Regions from separate parts of the Nomascus leucogenys genome. Here region 2 is linked to region 1. A link is a contact called in public Hi-C data. All regions are on one chromosome and are shown on one strand. Each heading gives the region's core, a stretch centred on a gene start, on an enhancer-like site or on the middle of the called end of the contact. The rest is flanking DNA. Distances are from core to core; before and after follow the strand shown.

Region 1 (3,640 bases), core at 611-3,110:
CCTCGGCCTCCCAAAGTGCTGGGATTACAGGCGTGAGCCACCGCGCCCGGCCTCTAATGCCCTTTTAAAGAGCTCTCACCTAAAACGGCATCACATCATTTTCCATGAGCTCAAGTGGAAAGGGATTAACATCTATGAGGACCTACGGTGTCCGGTGCTGGGAAATTTAGACACATCCTCTCCTACTATGAGACAGACAATGGGATGTCAGTCTCACAGATAAGAAAAGAGGCTCAGCAAAGTCAAGGTCTTGCCCAATGTCACATAAAAAGAGGCAACACTGGAATCATCTGACCCAGTGCCCAAGCCCATTCCTCCCCTCCTGAAGCTCAGGCTGTTTCAGATGAACAAGATGGGAGAGGACCCATGGTTTTTCAAAACCAGAAATGGGGGGGTACAAACTGTTTGTTCCTAAAAATACTGGGGTTTTCCTGAGAAAGCTAAGTATCATCCCCCACCAGACAAGGCTGTGTAACCTCCCCAACTGAACATATCCCAGCACTTGGCCTCAATCAAAGATGTTTGCAAAGGTGACCGATGCAGGCTCTGGTGTTCCCAGGGCAAAGGCTGTGGAAGGAGGGCAATGCACCATACCCTGCAGGCAGCACCTCCCCCATCTGTCCACTCTCGTCTCAGGATGGGCAGATTTGAGAGACAGAGGGCCCTTTGTCACCCAGAGTCCCCAAGCCAGGGAATGAATGTTTTTGTCCCCACCAAAATTGATATTGAAATTGAATCCCCAGCCAGGCATGGTGGCTCACGCCTGTAATCCCAGCACTTTGGAGAAGGTGGATCACTTGAGGTCAGGAGTTCGAGACCAGCCTGGCCAACATGGTGAAACCCTGTGTCCACTAAAAACACAAAAAATTAGCTGGGTGTGGTGGCGTGCTCCTGTAATCCCAGCTACTCAGGACACTGAGGTGGGAGGATTGCTTGAACCCGGGAGACGGAGGTTGCAGTGAGCCGAGATCGCGCCACTGCACTCCAGCCTCGGCAACAGAGTGAGACTCCATCAAAAAAGAAAGAAAGAAAGAAAAGAAAGAAAGAGAAGAAAGAAAAGAAAGAAAGAAAGAGAAAGAAAGAAAGAAAGAAAGAAAGAAAAAGAAAAGAAAGAAAGAAAGAAAGAAAGAAAGAAAGAGAAAGGAAGGAAAGAAAGGAAAGAAAATAAAGAAAAAGAAAGAAAGAAAAAAAAGAAAAAGAAAAAGAAAGAAAGAAAGAAAGAAAGAGAAATTGAATCCCCAAGGTAACAGTGTTGGGAGGTGTGGCCTTTGGGAAGTGATTGAGTCACAAGGGCTCCGCCCTCATGAAGGGGATTAGGTGCACTTATGAAAGGGCTTGACAAAGGGAGTTTGGTCCTTTCTGCCCTTCCACCTTCTGCATGTGAGGACAGTGTTACTCCCCTCAGAGGATGCAGCATTCAAGCCCCATCTCAGAAGCAGAGGGCAGCCTTCCCCAAGGCTAGTACCTTGATCTGGGACTTCCATCATCTGGAACTGAGAAATAACTTTCTGTTCTTGATAAGTTACCCAGTCTCCAGTATTTTATTACGACAGCACAGAACAGACTAAAATAACCCCTTACTCTCACAAAATGAGCCTGCCCAAACAAACGGCCTCTCAAATGGGCCCATGTGTGCCACTCATGTGCCAGAGAGCCACCAAACCACCTGCACGCTGACTCCTGGCTGATAAGCTGCCCTCAACACCAGCACACAGGTCCAGCCCAGGAGACCCAGGGCTACACTGGGTGATAATCATCTTAGCTGGCACTTGGCAAGTCCCTCTGTCCTGGCGCTCCCTGTACCTTAGGAGACAACTGAAAGGTACATCGGGGTGAGTTTGGCCTCAACTCAGACAATAGAGTTGCAGCCCAACAGCACTGCACCCTGACCCTCCTTTTTCTACCCCAAACCTCCCCCACAGTTTCCCCAGAGGGCTTGCTGGGGCCCTTCTCCTGGCACCCGCAGAGCCCCCATGCCCAGGTCAAGGTCTGCCTCGTCCCACAGCAGCTCCCTGTGGCTGACCTCACTGCTGCTCACCCCCAGCCTGCACTGTCCACTTCTCAGATGCAGAAATAGAAGCTGTCCCACCAGCCCTAAGAGGCAGTGGCCCTCTCTCTCGCAGCTCTCCCAAGCCAACTCTGAGGACACAGCAGGTCCTCTGCATCCAAACCAAAGTTTCATGGGGCTCCTTTCTGCTGGATCAGAATGGGGTCATGTAGCAGCAAGATGGGGACACAAGCCGACATAAGCCTGCTGGTACCCTACCCAGACCTGTGAGCTAAACACAGGAGTGACATCTGTGGGAGTTACGTGGATCTCATGAAGACAGAGTAGACTGGTGGTTACCAGGGCTGGGATGAGGAAGGGGAGCCAGGGAATGAAGGGGTTAAAAAAAAAGAGAATATAAATATACTTATTACCACTGAACTGTACACTTAAAAATGGTAAAGATGGTGAATTATATACATATATGCTACCCCAGTAAAGATATATAAGTAAATAAAAACAAGAAGGCTGAATGCAGTGGCTCAGGCCTGTAATCCCAGCACTTTGGGAGGCCAAGGCAGGTGGATCACCTGAGGTCAGGAGTTTGAGACCAGCCTGGCCAACATGGTGAAACCCTGTCTCTACTAAAAATACAAAAATTAGCCAGGTGTGGTGGCAGGTTCCTGTAATCCCAGCTACTTGGGAGGCTGAGGCAGGAGAATCGCTTGAACCTGGGAGGTGGAGGTTGCAGTGAGCTGAGATCGCACCACTGCACTCCAGCCTGGGCGACAGGGCGAGACTCCGTCTCTGAATGAATGAATGAAAGAAACAAGAGTGAAATTACAAATGGAATTTTAAAAGTCATATGTACATGTGATAGAAACTGCATAGACACAGGTACTTGTCCCAGCTCTGGCACCCTAGAAGTCATAAGACCCCCTACTAATCCAGACAGCTCTCATTTTCACCACCTGGACTAAAAAAAAAAAAAAAAAAATGCTTTCCAACCTGCCATCCTCCTTTTCCATAGGACAGAAGCCCCAGGCACCCGAGACCCACTCGGGAGCCTTGGGCTGCTCAGCCACACAACTCAGGAAGTGGCTGATAGCAGCTGCTCTCCATCAGGCCCTTGGCCACCAGGATCCTACCACATCGTCACCTCCCGGAACAGAATGTGAAAGATGAAGTCACCAAAGAACCAGCTGCACATCTTCCTGGAAGGTCTGGGTGAATGGGAGCCCATGAGGACTCTACACCCACTGCAGAGTGCCCAGGCGGAACCCAGCCCCTTTGTCAGCAGGCCCCTGTGATGTGGCCCCCAGCCAGGCCCTCATCAGTAATGAACATCCTCAGAACCAGTTGGGTGACAACACAGGCCCAGCCCCTACGGATTTCTACCCCCGGCTGGAGCAAAGCTGCCTCTGATCCTAGCCACAGATCTCCATAAGCACTAGGTATTCTGCCCAGCCAGTGGACCCCTATCTTAACCAAATGCCCAAATTAAGGCTGCTCGATTGCACTATGCTCCCTTAGGAAGCCAACATTAGCTGACTCTGTTTTTTGGGGGTTTTTCTGTTTTGAGACAGTGTCTTGCTTTGTCACCCAGGCTGGAGTACAGTGGCACAATCACAGATCACTGCAGCCCCAGCTTCC
Region 2 (3,640 bases), core at 326-2,825, 110 kb before region 1:
ATGTCAATGCACGTGGCAGGCATCTGGCACTGTGCCCAGCATGCTGTGGTGCTCAGTAGAGTCCCCGTTACCATCACCGTGGCGGTTGTTCTTCAGGATCCCCAGAGCCGTGGCCAGTCGGATGGGGGCTGGGTGGAGCCTCTGCCGCTTGTCCCTATGTGCACCCTGCGTCCCACGCCCGTCCTTCCTCTGCTGGGCAGTAGACGCCCCCACAACCTGGGACCTGCCTGTCTTCGGAGCCAGTCTGAATTGTACACAGTGATGCTCACCCAATCAATTTTCACTGGCTTGGGGATATATTTTTTTAAGAAGACATTTTTTCCAGGGGGAAAAACACGCAGGAGCTATAATTAGTTGGGAAGAGGAAAGAAGAGCGGAGTGTGTGAATCACTAGCCCCAGTGACAGACTGTTGGAGCCGAGCAGAAGTTTCAAGAGAAGCCACTGGGGTGTGGGTGAGTTGGGGTGGTGTGTCGTGGGGATGGCGCGCTGCCGCAGGCAGGCTGGGGTCCTCGAACACCAGGTCCAGGGATGGGCACCTTCACCCCTCACCCTAAAGAGTCTTTTTGCCCCGCCTCTCCCCAGACCCTGTCACCCGACACCCTATCCCAGCGTTCAGCTTCTCTGCAGCCCCTGTCTGCCCTGACCGAACCCAGGACCTCTCCCCTCCCCAGTCCTTGCCGACACAAGCCTGAGCAGAGAGACTAGCACTCAAATGAGGAGAGAGAAACTGTAGAGGATTTGAGCTCCAGGGTTTGGAGACTGTCCAGTCCAACTCCTTATTCATTCATTCATTCATGCATGCATGCATTCATTCACTTAGTCATCAAATACTGAACTACTGCTCTGTGTCTAGCTCACAGACAAGCAAACTGAGGCCCAGGGAAGTGCCAGGCCTTGCCCAAGGCCATACATCTGTGAGTGGTGCAGCCTCTCTGCCTGTCCGTCATCACTAGCTCTGCTGAGCCAGGCCCTGGCCAGGGCTCTGACCACCAAGGTGACCACAACTGGAACCCACTCTCACAGAGCCCCTATCCCAATGGGGAGGCAACCAGGTACCCGTTAGACAAGGAACCTGGAGATGGTTCCTGACCAGCCTGGTGGACATAGAGGACTTCCCAGGGGAGGAGGAAAAGCAGCATGACAGCGGCCATCATGCTGGGAAGGACCTTAAGTGATTCAGTGTGCCTAAGCTCGGGGAGTGCCAGGAATTGGGGTCAGGGTTGCTAGAGACTGAGGCTTCTTGGACCAGGTCATTACAATGCCCATTTTGCCCACATTTCTCCTGAGCTCCTGCCTGAATGGGCGTGACCTGCTGGCCAGGGGCACCCTGGGGCAATGCTCACCATGTGGCCTTGGTCCTTGGAGACCCTCCACTAGTTCTTCCTGATGCCGGGAGCACCAGTCAGTCAGTGGGCCAGACAGTCAGTGACCAAGGAGTCTGGCCCTGGGTTTCTCCCTCCCTCCTTCTCCCCTGGCTGAGGACCAGCTGCCTGACTCTCTAGGGGCCCCAGCTCAGGCCTCAGGAGGGAGCACACTGGAGCAGTGTGGCCTGGAACTGAGAGCAGAGGCCCCAGGTCCCCAGGGAGGGGATGCTTCCTCCCCTGGGAGAGCGTGGCATCATTCGGCACACAGAGAGCTCCCTTCTAACCCCAGACCAAATTAGCCTTCCAAATTATAGGCTGCGTTTCCTCTAAATTGGAGACTGGGTGGGAGAACAGAGGCCCGGCTCTCCTTCCTGCTTCCTGTTCACAGAGGGCCCTCAGTTGGTCTAGTCCCAGATCACAGGACCAGATTCAGAAAGAATTCAGGACACACACACCCTCCTGCCCCTCAGTTCAGGGATCCCCAGGTCCCAGACCAGCATCCAGGGCTCAGGGGAAGCCTGTACCCTTCTGGGGTTTGACAACGAACTTAGAGCCAGCATGGTTCAGATAAGGCCAGCCCAGAGTTCTGAGGTCATTTTCGGGGGGAGGTCATTCATTCAAAACACACTTTCTGGGTACATTCTCTATGCCAGGTACAGGACAGAATGAGAAGGTGCACAGGTGGCTGTAGGAACGCCTGGTGAGGTTAGGGAGGGCTTCCTGGAGGAAGAGGCATATAAACTGAGACCCCAAAAATGAATGTGCTCTTGGTGAGGGGAAGAGAGCGGAAGACAATTATAGGCGGAAGGAGCATTGAACGAAAATCCCAGGAGCAGAGAGTGAGGGAGTGGGCATCAAGAAGTGGGTGGAAACATTGGTTTGCCCAGACTGGGGGGTGGGGAGGAGTGTCAGTCAGCCACATTGGGAGGATTGCATTTCATCAGGGAGGAGGCCTGTGAGCAGGGGTGAGGGGGTGGGGGTGCTGTGCAGAAGCAGGGCTGGACCCACTGCCTGACCCAGACAGAGGGCTCCTTGGGCTCTCTCACACTGGCCTCCCTTAGGCCCCTCCACATGGCCTCAGGCCTTTGGAGAAATAATTAAATTTACTTCAAGAAAAACATGGGACATGGGTTTTATTTCATGTGACCTGAAATGAAGGTGCCTTTCTATGTTTTTGCTAATTGGCTTGGGACTTTTCGTGGTTTTCTTTTAGAAGAAAATTATTTTAGATGTTGAGAATAAATGCAATTATTGTTTGGTGCTGCATGCAGAAATAAAAGGAAAACACCTCCCTGAGCTCACCCACTCCTGTGTCACAGAAGAGATAAGTGAGGTGGGGAGGGGAGACACCTGCACGACAAGGACCCATAGCCGTGACAGCCACAATAATTGCTCCGGGGCAGGAGAGGGATGGCTTTCAGGGCTCAAATAGGACAGACGATGCTTAGTGGGGAATATTCCTAACGGGGTGGAAGAGAGGAAATGGGAGATCCTCCAGCTTCTGATCTCACTTGCATACCTCTCCAGACATAGAGCTCACTGCTTACCAACTGCCTGGTAAATTTGCCTAGCTGCAGCTGTTGGACAGTCCTTCTTGAGTGAGGTGCTTCTCCCCTCAAACTCCCAGCCAAGGTTTTCTGCATCCTAACCTCTACCCACCCTCTGCCCTCAACTTTTCATCTTTCCCACCTTGGCCTGAATGGAGTCTGGGGCCAGGGTGGACTCCGTGGGTAGGGCCCTGGGCTTCTGCAGGCTGCATGACACTAGCTGTCCATTTGATCTGTCCTGGGAATATGGCCCCAGATGGCTGAGGTGGGTTCCAGGCTAGAGCCTCCCCAGCTGGCTGCCAACGTGTGCGCATGAGGAGAGGCACACAATCTGTTTCCTGGACGCCTGGGCTGTCAGCCTGCACATCCTGCCTGGACTGACCAGGTTGAGGACACAAGCCAGCGGGTAGAGGCAGGGCCAGACAATTTCATGGGCATTGACAGACAAGTGGAGCATCCCATTAGTGACCTCCCTCACTTAGCACACATCTGTTTGGCCCCTGTCACGTGTCTGGCCCTGTCATGGACACTGGGCCCTCAGAAATGAATTAGCCACGAACCCACACCCTGCCCTCCTAGACCAGGAGCCCTAGGTCTAGACAGGCATGGGGAGACCACAGGGAACAGTACAAAACCTGCGGTCCTGGCCATACCAGCAAAATCAACTCCAGACTTTTGGGAGTAAAATCCAACAGAAGCCACCTTCCACCCAGCAGCCAGAGAAGGAC

The links. Hi-C and Micro-C count contacts between places; a contact is called where the count stands out from the background.
Region 2: a Hi-C map of a lymphoblastoid cell line shows a contact between it and region 1, with 3 times the contacts expected there. The contact joins two enhancer-like sites. A contact is called at or near these places in 2 of 4 Hi-C or Micro-C datasets (both in a lymphoblastoid cell line).

The regions. Positions count from the first base shown.
Region 1 is chr4:99,628,166-99,631,805 of Asia_NLE_v1, reverse strand. All of the region lies in intron 7 of POC1A (POC1 centriolar protein homolog A), which reads right to left. Among named protein-coding and RNA genes, the nearest start is that of POC1A, 21 kb to the right of the region's middle. Within about 2 kb of position 1,860, the one cell type or tissue checked has an H3K27ac peak away from gene starts, as active enhancers do. A contact at or near this core is called in a lymphoblastoid cell line, where this site is marked.
Region 2 is chr4:99,738,411-99,742,050 of Asia_NLE_v1, reverse strand. No RefSeq gene overlaps it. Among named protein-coding and RNA genes, the nearest start is that of RPL29, 27 kb to the left of the region's middle. Within about 2 kb of position 1,575, the one cell type or tissue checked has an H3K27ac peak away from gene starts, as active enhancers do. A contact at or near this core is called in a lymphoblastoid cell line, where this site is marked.